2 separate regions of the Mus musculus genome follow, and region 1 is linked to region 2. The links are chromatin contacts, called in public HiChIP or PLAC-seq maps. All regions are on one chromosome and are shown on one strand. Each heading gives the region's core, a stretch centred on a gene start, on an enhancer-like site or on the middle of the called end of the contact. The rest is flanking DNA. Distances are from core to core; before and after follow the strand shown. Region 1 overlaps Manbal (mannosidase, beta A, lysosomal-like). Region 2 overlaps Ndrg3 (N-myc downstream regulated gene 3).

Region 1 (3,318 bases), core at 246-2,745, 390 kb after region 2:
AGTAGTGGTCAGGGTGGGTCAGGGTGACTTTCTTTGAATGAACACTCTTTGAACCCAGGAAGCGGGTGGGTGGAGGAAGGAATGTTGCTATCTGCTTTATGATTAGCATACCTTGGAGCATTGAGTTTATTACTCTTTCAAACTGTTTGAGAAGGATTTTGAAGTGTGGCCCCTTTGGAGGAGGTGAGGCACTGTGAGGGGGACTTTGAGGTTTTGAAAGTCCACACTAGGCCCAGACTCTCTGCCTGCTGACTGTGGGTCAGGATCTAAATAAAGCTCGCAGCTACTGCCTCGATGCCATGCCTGTCTGCATGCTGCTGCGATGATCAAGGACCAGCCGTCCGAACCTGTAAGCGGGCCCTCAATTAAATAGTTTGTTTTGAGAGTTGCCTTGGTCGTGGTGTGTCTTCACAGAATAGAGCAGTAACTAAGACAGCAATGCACACAGCTTCCAGTTTCTCCACAGTTTTACTGATGCTTGGTGCCCACCTGTGCTTCTTGGTATACTTTTTTTTTCTTCATTTTAAACCCCACTCTGTGTGTGTGTGTGTGTGTGTGTGTGTGTGAGAGAGAGAGAGAGAGAGAGAGAGAGAGAGAGAGAGAGAAAGAGAGAGAGAGAGAGAGAGAGAGAGAGAGAAACTTGGGGCAGTTGGTTCTGGGCTTCCATCAAGTCTATCCAAGATCAAAATCAGGCCCCACGGAGACTTGTCACCAACCTCACCCTCCTGGTTTTGCCCACACTGGCAGTTTGTGTAGCACAGGCTGACTGTGAGCTCATCTTCTAGCTGACTACTGGGATTGCAGACTTGAACTGACTGCCCCTCCCCCCACTTATTTAGTTTGTTTTTATGCTGATTTTTAGGGGTCAGAGGCACACTTGCTGTTGGTAGTCTAAACATCCCCACAGTTCCTAAAAGCAGCCAGGTACGCTCCTCCCCACAGTTACCTGGCAAGAGCCAGGTAGGCCTGGCCCACTATAAAAGGGGCTGCTTGGCCCCTCCTCCTCTCTCTCCTACTCTTGCTTCCCGCTTGCCTCCCCCCACCCCCCACCCCCTTTCTCCCTCTCTCCAGGTGGTCATGGTAACCTCTAATTCTCTCCTCTCTGCCTTTCTCTGCCTCTACTATTCTGTTAATTCCCCTCCCCATACCCTAAATAAACTCTGTTCTATACCAGTGGCTGGTCTCTTAGGGGGCGAGGATGCCTCCTCATAGGCCCGCCAGGGCACCCCCTTCCCCCACACCCAGATAGAACATATTCTTATAGCTCTTTCTCCTTTTATGATCACAACACTCGCTACGGCATGTACCTGATGGTCAGAAGACAGCTTTCGGGAGTCTGATCTTTCCTTCCATCATGCGGTCCCAGGGATCAAATTCAGGTTGTGAGGCTTGGAGGTGGCAGGTGCCTTAGCCAGCTGAACCCTCTCTCCACCCATGCTCTGTTATATTGTTGCCGCGTGGAAGTTCTTTGTCTATCGGAATGCCAGACCTTTACTGTCAGTATGACTCACGAATGTCTCCATCCATTCTCTGGGCTGCCTTTCACTCTCCGAGGAATGTCCTCTGTGAACAAAAGGTCTTGATCTTTTTGTGGAGTTTAATTGACTCCTTTCTTTTGTAACTTGTGCCTTTGATGTCACATCCCGGAAACCACTGCCAAACCCAGTACCATAGAGATTTCCCCCAAGAGAGTCCTAATGGTTTTATAGTTTGGACTCTGAAATTTAGATCTTGGGCCGGTTTGAATTAATCTTTGTATGAAGTACAAGTTGGTTTGTGTTTGTGTGTGGACACTGTTTCTTGGTAGCACTTGTTTAAAGTCTGTCCTCTCCTGCCTGTGAATGTTTATTTGGAGCTCTCTGTCTGTCTGTCTGTCCGTCTGTCCTCATGTCAGTAGCTCTGCTTTGATTACCTTAGTTTTCTAGTAAATTTTGACAACATGAAATAAGTTCTCCAACTTTTTTTCAAATTAAGTTAAATTAGTTTTAGTAATTTGACAGCATGCCACTTCATCATATAATCAACATAAACGTTGTTGATGAGGTTGTTTACATTCGTTCATAATAAGGCTTGAAATTTGTCTGTATTTAAATTAATTTAACTGTCATTCAGTTCAGACTAGCCACACCTGGGGCCACATGTGGATCATGAGCACTGCATTGTGTGGCTCAGAGTTCCCTGGGGAGTGCACGGGATGGCAGTCTGTGACATCTGTGACAACCAATACCACAGTGCATTTGTCCCTTTAATGTTGGGGTGGCAAAAGGAAGCCATTTGTAGGTGCCTCAATAAAGAGGCAAAGGGGGAGGATGACACAAAGGCCTGATGGGGAGGGTGACCCTTGTGCTCAGGCTTGGAGTTAGAATAGGGTTTTGAACAGCAGGCATGGGTGGAAGGCTGCTCTGGACAGATCGCAGCTTCATGGAGGACTCAGGATTCTTGGAGAGCCATAGGCAGTTCTTCCAGCGTCACCAGGGTCTTAAGAGTGGAAGAGGATGGGGCTGGAGAGATACCTTAGTAGTTAAGAGCACAGGCTGTTCTTCCAGAGGACCAGGGTTCAACTCACACTTGTCTATAACTCCACTTACAGGGGATCTGACAGACATATATGCAGACAAAACACCAATGCACATAAAATAAAAATAAATCTTTTTTTTTTTTTAAAGTGGAATAGGAGCCAGGTGGTGGGGGCAAAAGCCTTTAATCCCAGCACTCAGCAGGCAGATCTAGGCTAGCCTGGTCTACTGAGGAAGTTCTGGGATAGCCAGGGCTACACAGAGAAACCTTGTCTTTAAAAAAGAGACTAGGAGAGGGCTGGTGAGAGGAGAGGTGAGCTGAGGCTGGCTGGTCTCCCTGTTACCTATCTCTCAGCTTTCCACTTATGGGCTGGGCTTTCCCTTATCACTGTGTCTCTCCATTCAGACCTGTAGTTTAGAGTCCGGTAAGGCACATCTGCATGCCATCATGTGGGAGTCACAGTCAGGAAGGGAGCCAGATCTCTGAGTTCCAGGATAGCCAGGGCTGCTTAAAGGGACTGTCTTGGAAAACAAAACAAAAAACCAAAATGTAAATAAATAAATAAATAAAATAACAGCAACAATGAGCAATTTAGAACTTAGCGCTTTTCTCTGCTTTACTTTTTACTTGGTCAAGTTAAACGGGGCTGGGTCTTCCAAGGTTTGTTTATGTTCCATCCCATCTCCGCATCTTCCAGTTTCCCTTCCTGGCCATGTGGGTCCCTTTCCCACCCTGGAGTCTGCTTTTCTTTCTATCTAGAATATTCTTCCCTCAGATTACAAGTGTGAGTCACTCTACTTC
Region 2 (3,319 bases), core at 690-3,189:
AATGGAAATCTGGTGGGTGTAGTGGCACACGACTTTAATCCCAGCAGAGATTAAAGCAGTGTTTGAACTCAGGTAAATCTCTGAGTTCAAAGCTATCGTGGTTTATTCAGTGAGACTCAGTCTCAGAAAACAAAACAAACCACCAACCAGATAGGTAAATAAATCTACAACTGGTCGAAATGCAGAGAACAACTGACTGAGTTGGTGCTCAACTTCTTTTAATACATCTACAATCCAACTCCTACACCCAAGACTCAAGGAACCTCACCAAAGAGGGGGCAGAGAGACTAAGAGCTAGACAGCCAGGATACCTGCTGCTAGACAGTATGTTCTAGACACGACAGGGAAGATATACCCATGAAATCCCAACAATATATAGTTGCCTAAACAAGACACGTGTGAGTATGCTTGGCCCAGGGAGTGGCACTATTTGGAGGTGTGGCTTTGTTGGAGTAGGTGTGGTCTTGTTGGAAGAAGTGCGTTCCTGTAAGGGATGAGCTTTGAGACCCTCCTCCTAGCTGCCTGGAAACAGTCTGCCACTGGCTTCCATTGGATGAAGATGTAGAACTCTTAGCTCCTCCAATAAGTACCATGGCTGCCTAGATTCTGCCATGTTTCTCGACATGATGATAATGGAACCTCTGAACCTGTAAGCCAGCCCCAGTTAAATGTTGTCCTTTATAAGAGTTGCCTTGGTCATGGTGTCTCTTCACAGCAGTAAAGCTCTAACAAAGACAACATGCGTAATGACAACAGAAGCTGACATGTTAGATGGGGGAAATCTCATAAGACCCACATTAGATGAAGAGCTACTGGAAATCAATGGCTGCTGAGGGAGGAACACTCAGTTTTTTCTAGGGACAAACTCCCTGAGAAGTTACTTAATCCAAAATAATCAGCCCTAAACACATATACATAAAGACAACACTAAATGGACTAACCAGGCTGTGTGTGTATATTTATAGATATAAGAGATTATTATTATTATTATTATTATTATTATTATTATTATTATAGAAGAGAACATAAATTTTAGGAGTTGTGAGAAGATACATGAGCTAGAGGGAGAAGAGGAGCAAGTAGACAGATACAATACTAGGGTATGAAATTCTTATAAATTTAAATATTTAAGTTAAAAGCACACAAAATCTTTGTTCATATTGTTTACAGTTTTCTTAGCTATAGTTGGACCTGGGAGCTTTAAAGAATATCAATACATGGCCTCAATCCAAAAGATCATTTTAATTGTTTGGGGCAGGGCTTAAGCGTTTTTTTGTTTTGTTTTGTTTTGTTTTGTTTTGTTTTTTTAAAGCTCTTTGGGTAATTCTTAACCAGGGCTAAGAAGCACTGGTCTTCAACAGTGACCCCTTCCTCCAATAAGGAAAGAGACACAGAAAATTGAACTAGGTTCATGCACCTGAATGTGTATAGGGCTAAGACCACTGTTTAGACACCAAGCCCAGATTCTGAAAGATATTCTAGGATACTGGGCTACATTCCATACATCTATAAGAAACACAATTATATGATGACTTGGCTCTTAAGTTCTGTCAGGCTTAAAGCCTGAATTAATCTAATCATGAAACCATTGACTTAAACATCCTCCCAAGTATCTAGGATAATGGATGTTGGTTTCACTGCTGTCTCCTGGGGGCCCTTAAGGAAGCAAAGGATCTCGAGAGACAGCCTGAGAAGCCAAATAAACAAACCACGGAACAAGCCTTTAAAAAAAAAAAACCTAGCTCACAGATTATTCCTACACAAATGAAAATGTGGGCATCTTGCTACAAGGAGAAATAGTTTCAGAAGCTGCCTTCCTTCCTACATAAGCAAAATAGGGGAGTGAAGGTCAAAGGCAGCTGTTAAGGTATACCCATAGATCTTCATTCTAACAGGAAATACACTTGCTTCTCCTTGGCCCTGGATAAGGTCAACCACACCCCTCATAACAGACCCACCCTTTTGCTGGGTCATTCTTGGGCTCTGGCAGCAGGTGGGAAGTAGACTTTCGGGGCCTGCCAAGTTGGAAATCTGAGTCTGCCCTATGTGCTCATTGTATTCATTCCAGGTTCTTGATACAGATAACTGCTAGGACAGAGCAATCCCCACAGACAGATCTTGTTAATTACAGACTCCCAACCAGCAGGGAGCTTTCTAACATAGGGTTTATCTAAAGCAACTCCAGTGCCAGATGCACACCCTTCTGCCTTCCCCTCTTGAAGGACGCAGCTCAAGACATTAGGGAAGCTACTGTTGGCAAGGCCTGGTATGGAGCTTGGAAGAGCTCCGGGTTCCTACCAGCTAAAGGCAGAATCCCTGAAAACAATCCGTTCCTTTCTACAGTCTGAATGGACAAACAAGGACAAACAACAGCCCTGAAGTACTTTGTGTTCATACCTGCCAGTTACTGAGTGCTTTCCCAATGTCAGGTACCAGAATCAGCACTTTATCCATTCATTATTTTATTTTATTTTATTTTATTTTATTTATTTTTTTTTTTAAAGGATATCTTTTTTTTTTTAAAGATTTATTTATTATTATATGTAAGTACACTGTTGCTGTCTTCAGACACACCAGAAAAGGGAGTCAGATCATGTTACAGATGGTTGTGAGCCACCATGTGGTTGCTGGGATTTGAACTCTGGACCTTCGGAAGAGCAGTCGGGTGCTCTTACCCACTGAGCCATCTCACCAGCCCCCTTATTTTATTTTTTAAGGATTTATTTATTTATTTAATGTATATGAGTACACTGTAGCTGTACAGATGGTTGTGAGCCTTCATGTGTGTTGGGAATTGAATTTTAGGACCTCTGTTCACTCTGGTCGACCCCACTTACTCAGTCTCTGTTTTATTTATTCGAGCCCAAAGATTTATTTATTATTATAAATAGGTACACTGTAGCTGACTTCAGACACTCCAGAAGAGGGCATCAGATCTCACTACGAGTGGTTGTGAGCCACCATGTGGTTGCTGGGATTTGAACTCAGGACTTCGGTAGAGCAGTCAGTGCTCTTACCCACTGAGCCATCTTGCCAGCCCCCATTCATTATTTTATGTTATATTCTGACACTTGTAAGCTAAGCATTGTCCCCCTGACAGATAAAGATGCTGAGGCACAGCTTAGCTTTGTAATTTGACAGAGGCCACACAGTTAGCAAGCAGCAGAGGAAGGATTTGAACATTAGCATTCTGCATCCAGATCTTGGACAAGTCTCTATTAACAATTTTTCCTGTTTGATGCCAACTGATCACTAATTCTTTTTTATATTTTCAGGTTTGGTTTCGGTGGCAGTTTGGATGAAAATGGCCCCTACGGAC

The links. HiChIP or PLAC-seq counts read pairs in DNA pulled down with a chosen protein or histone mark.
Region 1: a contact with region 2 is called in an H3K27ac HiChIP or PLAC-seq map of embryonic stem cells, with 6 read pairs. The contact joins two enhancer-like sites. A contact is called at or near these places in 3 of 39 promoter capture datasets (erythroid cells, liver and pre-B cells) and 1 of 115 datasets of contacts at active chromatin or transcription factors (embryonic stem cells).

What each region holds. Positions count from the first base shown.
Region 1 is chr2:157,375,031-157,378,348 of GRCm38.p6, forward strand. All of the region lies in intron 1 of Manbal (mannosidase, beta A, lysosomal-like), which reads left to right. Among named protein-coding and RNA genes, the nearest start is that of Manbal, 9.1 kb to the left of the region's middle. Within about 2 kb of position 1,496, at least 89 of the 459 cell types and tissues checked have an H3K27ac peak or open chromatin away from gene starts, as enhancers often do. A contact at or near this core is called in embryonic stem cells, where this site is marked.
Region 2 is chr2:156,980,997-156,984,315 of GRCm38.p6, forward strand. All of the region lies in intron 1 of Ndrg3 (N-myc downstream regulated gene 3), which reads right to left. Among named protein-coding and RNA genes, the nearest start is that of Ndrg3, 9.5 kb to the right of the region's middle. Within about 2 kb of position 1,940, at least 58 of the 459 cell types and tissues checked have an H3K27ac peak or open chromatin away from gene starts, as enhancers often do. A contact at or near this core is called in embryonic stem cells, where this site is marked.